Linked DNA regions of Macaca fascicularis: region 1 is linked to region 2. Evidence: chromatin contacts called from public Hi-C data. All regions are on one chromosome and are shown on one strand. The core of a region is the stretch at or near the end of the contact, and the rest is flanking DNA. Distances in the headings are between cores, read along the strand shown. Region 1 holds the start of BCL6 (BCL6 transcription repressor). Region 2 holds the start of LPP (LIM domain containing preferred translocation partner in lipoma).

Region 1 (4,529 bases), core at 228-2,727, 400 kb before region 2:
ATAAGGAACGCGGGCTGGGGCTCTGTTCGTCTTTCTCCTCGCCCAAGGTAAGGACCTCGGGAATCTGAAGCCTGGCGTCCACTACGCTCAAGCAGGCAGCTCCCTTTTTACAGAGCTTGTACCATGGGAAAAAAATAAAATAAAATTTAGGAAAGGGAGGGAACAGCCATTGGGAGCCAACACAGAGTCACGCAGCACCCAAAATACAAACACCGCGGCCGCCAGAAATCCCGCCACCTTTCTCGTTCTCCCGGGCTGTCCTGTCGCGGTTCCCTGAGTCTCCCCGCACACTGAAAGGCATCGCAGGTGCAATGCGCACCCCTTTCCCACCCACCCCAGAAACCCTGTCCCGCCATCAGCCTCTCTCCTCGGGATGGGCAGGGAGAGCGCGCGGAGGTTCCCGACACCCTCGACTACAACCAAGAAAGAATAATTTTCAAAGTGTTCAACATCCCCGCCCCCAAGCTCCCCAAAACACAGGGGCAGGGGACACCAAAACACTCGGCTCTCGTTAGGAAGATCACGGCTCTGAAAGGAAATAGTAGACACGATACTTCATCTTATCTGGATTTATGACCAACAAAAACAAAAACAAAAACCCGAGGAGTTCGCTTGCATTTTTTCCTTCCAAATCTCGGTTCGGCTCGAAGGCAGGGAATCTAAAAGACCGAGGCCGATGGAAGAGAGCCAGCGGGGCGAGCGAGCGGGCAGCCTCCCTTTTTGCCTCCCGGAGTTACCCAGAAGGACAGGGGAAGGGAAGGAAGAAGAGGCGAGGAAAAAGAGGAGGGAGGGAAGGGGAGGCCAGCAGCGAGGGAGCAAGGAAAGCAGTTTGCAAGCGAGAAAAGAGGGAAAAAACACAGCCGCACGAATCCAGAGAGATCACAAGCCGTACGCAAGCAGCAGCAGAAAGAGCGAGAGCGCGAGCGCGCGTCCTCTCCGCGGTCTGGGGCCAGACAGCCCCCAGACTTGCCCGAATCACCCCCAAGCAGTGTCTCGTCCTCTCTGCTCCGGCCGCCCCCTAATTCCCCTCCTTCCTCGCCTCCACCTCCTTTCCAAAAACCAAAACAACACAAGGGAGGGTGGCAAAAGCCTCCCCGAACCGGCCGATTCACTCAAAGACAACAATAATAATAAAAAATACATAAAAATCTATATCCTAGAGTGGGAGAGACGTGGGACTAATCTTCGGCATTTATTTTAACACCTGACAGCTAGAATAAATAAATATATACATTTATATCAATAGATACACATAGAAAACTTGGAGCCAAAGCATTTGGCAAGAGCGGAAAAAAAAAGAATTAAAAGGTAAAATAATGATCATGAGCAGCGGCGGCGGCAGCGGCACCAGCGGCAACAGCGGCGGCGGCGGCAGTAGCAGCAGCAGCGGCGGCGGCAGCAACAGCAATAATCACCTGGTGTCCGGCCTTTCCTAGAAACTTCTTGCATCACCACTTCTAAGAACCCCAGTTCTAAGAATCAACAGAGCTCAATTCTCGGAATTTGAGCTTCGGACTTTACCACTGCTACGTGGCAGGGGAGGACTTGGTGTCAGCTCTCTGAGCTTTTTACCTCCCCTGGCCGATCAAAAGCCCTCAAAGCCACAAGATTTTTTCACTGTCCGGCATATTTCGAGGTCCTCATAAGCAGAATGTCTCGGATTTGGAGGTTCCGGTTCGAGGTTCGAGGGGCCTGAATATGGCTCTCCCTCCCCGGACCCATGACGATGGTATGGCCTGCTCCGCCACCGTCACGTGGGCTCCTCCTCTGTGACGTCGGCGCCTTCGCTGTAGCAAAGCTCGGCCTCTGGAATTCTGAGAACTAATTTGCTATTCGGTGACATAAGAGGGGGAGTGCGCTTTGCTTTCCCTGGGTCTGGGGCTAATTCCTCCTCTCTTACCCATAAACTCAGCAGATCGAGCTAAATGCACAAAAGGGAGCGAGAGGTTTGAACCACTGGAAAAAGTATGTTATATATAGTAGGGTTAGAGAGGCAAGTAAGAGAGAGAGAGAGAGAGAAAAAAAAAAAAAAAACAATAAACACCACAGCTCTTTCCAGCTAGAATATTAGGCACCACGAGAAAAATATTTGCCAAGCAGTTTTCGGTGGGTTCATTTGCTTTATTTTTATTTAGGACAGGGGTTTTTGCTGTCGTTCTGGGGTTTTTTCTTTCTGGTGTGGTGGCTTGGGATTTTTGGTTGCTGTATTTTGATGGTTTATGGATTTTTGCTTCTGATTTTTTGCCTTTTGCAAGTTTGTGGTGTTACGTAAATCATAGGATCGGCATCGGTTGGATTTTTTTGTGCGTGCCTTTTCTTTCCCTATCTAATCTCTCAAGCGTTTTAAAGAAGATGTGTTATTTCAATACTAACACTGTTGAAAGAAGCTTAAATTTTTGGCCATATGTAACAATCCCAGCCCCCACTTTTTTTTTTTTTTCCTTTGGTGCAATTTTCTTTTTCCCCTTGGACTTTTGCTGAAGTGTGTCTCTCCTGCACTTGAGAGAAATGTTCAAAGGATTTGTTTTGGTTTGGTTTGTTTCTTTCCAGGACAGCAAGTGGTGGGTTTAATCTGTTATTGTTGACTCTTAGGAAATTTCTTGTTGCAAGAAACGTGTGTGTGTGTGTGTGTGTGTGTGTGTGTGTGTAGGGGGTAGGGGGGTATGTGTGTGTGTTTTCTACAAAATTCTGTGAGCCACATACCTGTTTGTGTTTTGTTTTCTCTTAAGGTCTTGATAGTTTTTTTCGGGGCTCGTTTCAAGGTCGTTGTAAAAAAATCTCTTCAGTCTGTGTTTAAGAGATCAGCCGGAGGGAATTCTAAAGGCCTGCCGTGCCAGTATCACAGATACTGCCTGTATTTAGAACAGACTGCTACAACTACAACGCACTACACGCAGCACAGTCGTCTTAGCTTTGAAGCTGAGTTGGGGGTGGGGGGGGGGAGAGAAGAAGGGGAAAATCTTTCCTTCTCTTTTTCTCTATTACTTTCTTTTTAAAGGCAATTGCAGTGCAGAATCATTTCATTGTGGGTCCTAGTTTGTTTGTTCAGAGCTGCTAGTTTCCTTATTTAAATGTTGGTTGGGGTTTTTTCCCTCCTACTCATCCCTGAATAAGGGAGACTCTTGTTTCTTTTATGTCTCTCTCTTAAAAGAAGGGTGTGAGGGGAAAATAATATTTCAGATTCCTCAAGAATTAGCCCAAAATGTTTGGACCAGAAGCAGCTTTCAAAGGTCAGGCTGTTCTGAGCCTTGGCTATGAGAGTCCTTCAAGCGACTTATTAAATTACAGATGAGTTCTTAAAGGTTCCACAAAATCTCGTCACTTGTTAATTTCTAATAAAGATATGTCTTAAAATAATCTACCTATCCCAACCCAAAATTTGGGTTTATAATGGAGGAGAGATCAGAGCTGTGAAAGATTGCTGTTTGCTGGGATATTTGGAAAATCTCTTTCATTGACAGTCCCGTAAGAAGTTCCATGTATCACTGAAAATGTTGTTGGCAATGCACCCCACTACCCCACAACACACACACATTTTTAAAGGCTGTATTTTAGGTTTTAAAACCCAGAAAGGTGCAAAGAGGTTGATTATTTTCCACAAGGGCTGGAGCTTAGGAAACATGCGTTGAGTGTCTGTCCCTGTGAAATTTGAATATTTTAATACTTATTGACAGATGGATTACTGCAGCCTCTGCAGAAAAGCCTGTCTTGTGAAGGGTTTTTGAAAAATGTACATAGGCCTAATCCTGTCACTCTTGTTGAAATGTACGTTTTACCCCCAAAGACACATGATATTGTCAAGTTCAGATTTATTCTGCCAGAAGGCAGACTATCTGCTTTTTCATTTGAGTCCCCTTCCTTCTCATTTTCAAAGAGATTAAAATGAACCCCACTGGATGCAAAATGACACCCCGACTTTGCGGAAGGGATTTTCCTTGTGTGTTTATATGTGTGATAATTTTTTCTTTTATGAGCAATTAGCACTTTGGGATTTCTGAGATTTATCTATATGGTTTGGAATGTGAATTGTATAGCTCTGCCCTATTATTGGTCCTTCAAAAGATTACTTTTCTGATTTTTGGTCACATTTTTTTTTTGTCAAAACTGCCATTTAGCCTCATCCACCGCCCCCCCCAAACCTGAAACACACACAGCTTGTCCCTCCTGTGTTCCTTTGCCACTCCACTCTTAGCCCCATGGGGGCGCTGCAGAGCAAAGGGAAATCTGCTCCCTAAGGCAGTAGTAGAACCAGCCGGAGTGGGGGCTGGGAAAGAATTCACCCTTCTCATACCTCAGCCCTCTTTAATTCTCTGCAGTGAGCCCCTAGAGGGAGAACCCACCAGGCCTGGTTTATATATAATTAACCTCATCACCAGGGACCTCAGATCTTCCCAGCACATTATTTGTGGGACCAAGTGCCAGAATGCCACATTTTCCTACTGCTTTTTGCCAAATCAATGTGTTTACACTGAAAGAAATTGACCAGAACAGAAGACCAGTTAGAAAGAAAGAGAAAATGATTATTGAAA
Region 2 (4,648 bases), core at 247-2,746:
ACAGTACTCTTATAATGTGTATGATGGAAGAAATGAACAACTCTAATTATACTTTATTAAATCTTAATCCTCATTAGGACCCTATTATTCTTTATAAGTGGGTTACTGAAGGAAAAAGAAAGGAAATGCTGGGCAAGTCCCGTTATATTCCATGAGAATTGAGATAATCCATTTTTACTTCATGTAACACTGGAATTCTTTTCATAGTAAACCCTAGTACTCAGAATGTGAGTATGCTGAAATGTTTGAGTGAGTGAACTGTGTTTTGATAGGATCTGACCTTTTTAAAACCCCAGAAAAAAATCTCTCTAAGAGCTCATATCTCCCATTTCAAACTATGTTAGTTGCAAAGAGATAAATTCTTTATTATTCTGTGGAATGAGTGGTTATTCTCGACCTTATCTCTCTCTCTCTCTCTCTTTTTTTTTTTTTTTTTTTTTTTTTTAAGACAGAGTCTTGCTCTGTCCCTCAGGCTGGAGTGCAGTGGCGCAATCTCGACTCACTAAAACCTTTGCCTCCCAGGTTCAAGCAATTCTCCTACCTCAGCTTCCGGAGCAGCTGGGATTACAGGCGCTCGCCACCACGCCCGGCTAATTTTTCGTATTTTTAGTAGAGACAGGGTTTTGCCATGTTGGCCAGGCTGGTCTCCAGCTCCTGACCTCAGGTGATTTGCCCGCCTCGGCGTCCTGGAATTACAGGTGTGAGCCACCACGCCCAACCATGTTCATATTTTTGTATGTGAACATTAGACAGTTGTTAGGAACAGGTTAAGTAGTCTTACCCCTGAAATGTCTGAATTCAAACACTTATTAAGCACAAGGAAGGTGCTTAATAAATCCAATAACGTGTGTTTTTACATTATTAATTCCTGGTCAAAAGAATCCCACTAAAATCCATCCTCAGAAGGCCCACTTTTTGGAGTTTTTATGAATCGGTAGTTCATGGTGTACTCTCAACAGTTATGAATGGAATTATGTCCTGCTAGAGGTCAGGGCCAGGTATAGAAAGATCAAGGGATTAGTCAGGAGACCCGTATGGGAGGAGGGGAAGACAGGTGCTGGGCCAGTAACGTTCCTTAAGTTTTTGCCTGAAGTGTAAAGCGGGGGACTACGCTTTGTCCTATCTAACTCACCTGAAGATGCAATAGCCGGGTGAGAGACTGCTTTCATTATATGCTAACATGAGGGATGATTTTAGATATTAATAGGAGAGAAGTACAAGGAAAGGAAGTCTCAGGGCATGGAGTGCTTTCCAGGCAATGGCTGCTGCACGTCATAATCCCCTAACACAGTAAGTGGTGGTTCTCATCGTCGTTCACCCTTACAGATGTCAGAGGGGGGAAAAAATCCAACTCAAACCTTCCAATAACAGGATTGTCTGTATTCAAACCAGTTCATCCCGTTCGCAGACTTTTTTGAAGCTATAAGCACAGAGTAAGCTTTCTGGGCGGGGCTCAGAAGTAAACGTTAAACTCCAGGGATTCATATATTTGAGCACAGAACAGAGGAAGTTGCCCTGGAGCAACTGATTGTCATTGATATTCAGGGCTCACTGTCAACCAGGACCTTCCAGGAACTGGCTCTGGGCCAAGAGCAGTAGAAATCACTGGGTGGTCTGCGCAGCCTGCGGACATCTAACCTGCTTCAAGGCTCAGGGCTAAAAGGAAGGCAGGGCCCTTCCTGGAGGCGGCAACCCAAGTGGGAGGCAGAGCACCTGGGCCTGCTCCTCGATCTGTTGAGTGACGACCCTGTACAAGTCATTTCTCTTCGGAGAGCTTCAGTTTCCTCACGTGCCAAGCGGACGGGTTGGAAGTTGGTCTTTGCCAGCTCTGACACCTTGTAAGTTTTCAGTCTTGCTGGGAATCCAGGGCGGGGCTCACGAGGAAAATCTTGGAAGGGGATTTCATGGCTGGATCTCTTCCACTCAAGCTCAGTGCCTTAATTTGACGCCTTAATAGCAGACGCAGGCTTTTCCATTTTCCAGGAGCCCCTGACGCGGCCGCTTCCTCCTACGTCTCCTCCCTCTTCCTCTAGCAGGGGTAAAGTCTCCACATCTCCCTCTTTCCCTTCCTCCTTTGCAAGCTCCCTGCATTCCCGCGTCTCCTCCTCTTCCTCTCAGGAAATGCAATGCCCTCGGTGCGCCCACCTTTTGGCAAAGCCACTGCCGGCTGCGGGTTTCCCCTCCCCCGCCAGGCGAGCTCTGCGCGGCGGCTCCGCGGGCACACGCCTTCCCATACCTTACATGGACAAATGCGTGCAGGCAAAGTCAGGAATTCAGGCCCCTGACGTCAGCCTCCAGCGCTCAGGGCACCGCACGGGAGACCACGGGGAGGGGGTGGGGACGGTGGGGAGGAAGGAGGGGGAAAGGCACCAACCAGCAGCCGCTCCAGCCCTGCCGAAGTTTCACTTTTTGTCTGTGGGTTCGTTCCCGGGTCCCGCGCGAGCTTTCCCGGGATAAGTAGCTTTAGCGATCGGGGGACAGCCGGGCGCTGCAAGGTAAGGGCTGGCTGCACGGCCCGGGGCGCGGGGCGCGGGGCGCTGGGCGCGGGCGGCGCGCTGGAGGAGGCCAGTGTGGGGCGCGGGGCAGGGCCTGTCCGGGGCTGGGGACAATGGGAGGGGGAGTGCCCGGGCACCTCCTCCTCTGTCTCTGCCTCCGCCTCCAGCCGCCGCCGCCGCTGCCGCCGCCGCCGCCGCTGCCCCGGCTGCCTCCTCCCTGAGGTATTGTTGCAAATCCTTCCTTCCCCTCACCCTCCGCCCGCGGGCGCCTCGGGAACCCCCAGCCCTCCCCCGGCGCGAGCGTCTCCGGGGTGGCAGGAGCGCGGGGCGCGCGCCGTGCTCTGGCCTGGCCCGCTGTGCGGAAGTGCCGGCCGCGGCCCAATCACGGGGTGCACGCCATGGGGGAGGGGGACCCAGAGTTTTTCCGAAAGCGTCGACCCCAGGCTAGGCGGGGTTGGAGCCTTGCGCGCCCCCTGCCCGGACTTTTCTGGGCGCCCAGGGGGCGGGGCCACGCCCATCCGCTTAGAGCTTTCGCGGAATCACAGTTGTCACAGCGGAAAGGGCCTAGACCCACTCCTCCAAGTCCTCCCATTTTACAGTTGGGGCAGCTGAGGCCCAGAGAGAAGGAGGGTCGCCCGGAAGTTATTTAGTAGAGGCCAAACCGTAATTCAAATAGTTGACTCCGGACTTCAGTTCCCTTCTCTAAGCATTTCTCTAGCACCCTGTGTGTGGCAGACACTGCGCTGGGTGTGTTGGACGTTGCCCTCCAGGAACTTTGTGGAACCTAGGAGGCAAACCTGGCCTAGGGTAGAAAGTGCTAAGTGCTGGAGGAAAGGCATGGACAAAGTTAAAGGAAGTTGCAGGGAAGGAGTTTGATTTTCTGGTCCCTGGGACGGCCCTTTGGAGAGTCCTGCACTTAATGGGGCTTTTGAAGGATGAGGAGTTTCCTGAAGCCAGCTAGCGGCTTGGAGGAAGACATCGCTTCGAGGGACTGTGGGCCAGAGGAGACTAAGTAGTGTGGGAAATGGAGATGAAAGTATAAATATTCTTTAGTTGGAGGCAAGGAGTTGGGGATGGGGGAGGTTGTGACATGAGATGAGCTAATCAGTGGAATTGTGCCTGGGTGCTTGGACGGGGCAGAGCCTCTGGAACCTCAGAGTCCTAGGAGAACTGAACAATCTCTCCCGCTTCCTTTCCCTTAGAAGGGATCCACTGCTTTCCCTCCCCCAACACAAAACAACCAGCGAGAACTCAGGGTCTTCTCTGGGACTTTTACTAGTACGAAACTCACTTGCCTGTGTTTTCAGTCCCCTTTCTGTTTCTATTCCTTCCCCTTTTTCTAAATGTCTTGCCTTTCCTGTAAAATTCACTCTCACTAAGGTGTTAATGACTTAATGGCTTACCTTTCCCTGCACATGTGCATTTTAAGAAAGCCTAAAGTGAAGAAAGGGAAAGTGTGGATAGGCACCTTTAGAAATCATCCAACTCCCTCTCCCATCCTCCCCCTGCCTCAACTCTTATAGATAGAAGAATAGGTAAAGGTCCACAATGGTGGGTGCTAGACCTACAGTCTAAGGTCAATAATGGTGGACAGTGGGGGGTTAGGACACCCAATAGGGTTTTCTCTACTTCGTCACCAGTTTTTCTGCTTGCACAGTTCCTGCCAGCACCAGGGGGCAGTTAAAGGAAAAAGTGTGTGGGCCAGGCACGGTGGCTCACGCCTGTAATCGCAGCACTTTGGGAGGCCGAGGCGGGCGGATTGCCTGAGATCAGGAGTTTGAAACCAGCCGGGGCAACATGGCAAAACCCTGTCTCTACTAAAAATACAAAATGTTAGCTGGGCTTGGTGGCGGGCACCTGTAGTCCCAGCTACTCGGGAGGCTGAGGCAGGAGAATCGCTTGAACCCGGGAGGCGGGGGTTGCAGTGAGCTGAGGTCACACCACTGCACTCCCGCTTGGGTGACAGACAGAGACTCCCTCTCAAAAAAAAAAAAAAAAAAAAAAAAGACTATGTAGTTTTGCATTTAATTTCTGCAATGCAGCCCGCAACCCCAACACCCAAACCTTTGTAGTCTAGAATGTGCACTTCAGATGGGATTACCTAATCTGAGTGGTAGGGATAAAAGCCTGGGGCCTTAGGGTCAGGCAGTCCC

Evidence for each region. A called contact is a pair of places that touch in the nucleus more often than the background predicts.
Region 1: a contact with region 2 is called in a Hi-C map of liver, with 4 times the contacts expected there. The contact joins the promoter of BCL6 here to the promoter of LPP in region 2. A contact is called at or near these places in 2 of 2 Hi-C or Micro-C datasets (liver and skeletal muscle).

What each region holds. Positions count from the first base shown.
Region 1 is chr2:10,769,227-10,773,755 of T2T-MFA8v1.1, reverse strand. It overlaps BCL6 (BCL6 transcription repressor), which reads right to left and starts at 1,477. Exons shown (of 10, transcript XM_045387171.2): 1 at 1-1,477. LOC102116457 (a long non-coding RNA gene) reads left to right here and starts at 1,872. Exons shown (of 2, transcript XR_001488400.4): 1 at 1,872-2,106.
Region 2 is chr2:10,372,088-10,376,735 of T2T-MFA8v1.1, reverse strand. It overlaps LPP (LIM domain containing preferred translocation partner in lipoma), which reads left to right and starts at 1,496. Exons shown (of 11, transcript XM_074030782.1): 1 at 1,496-1,838.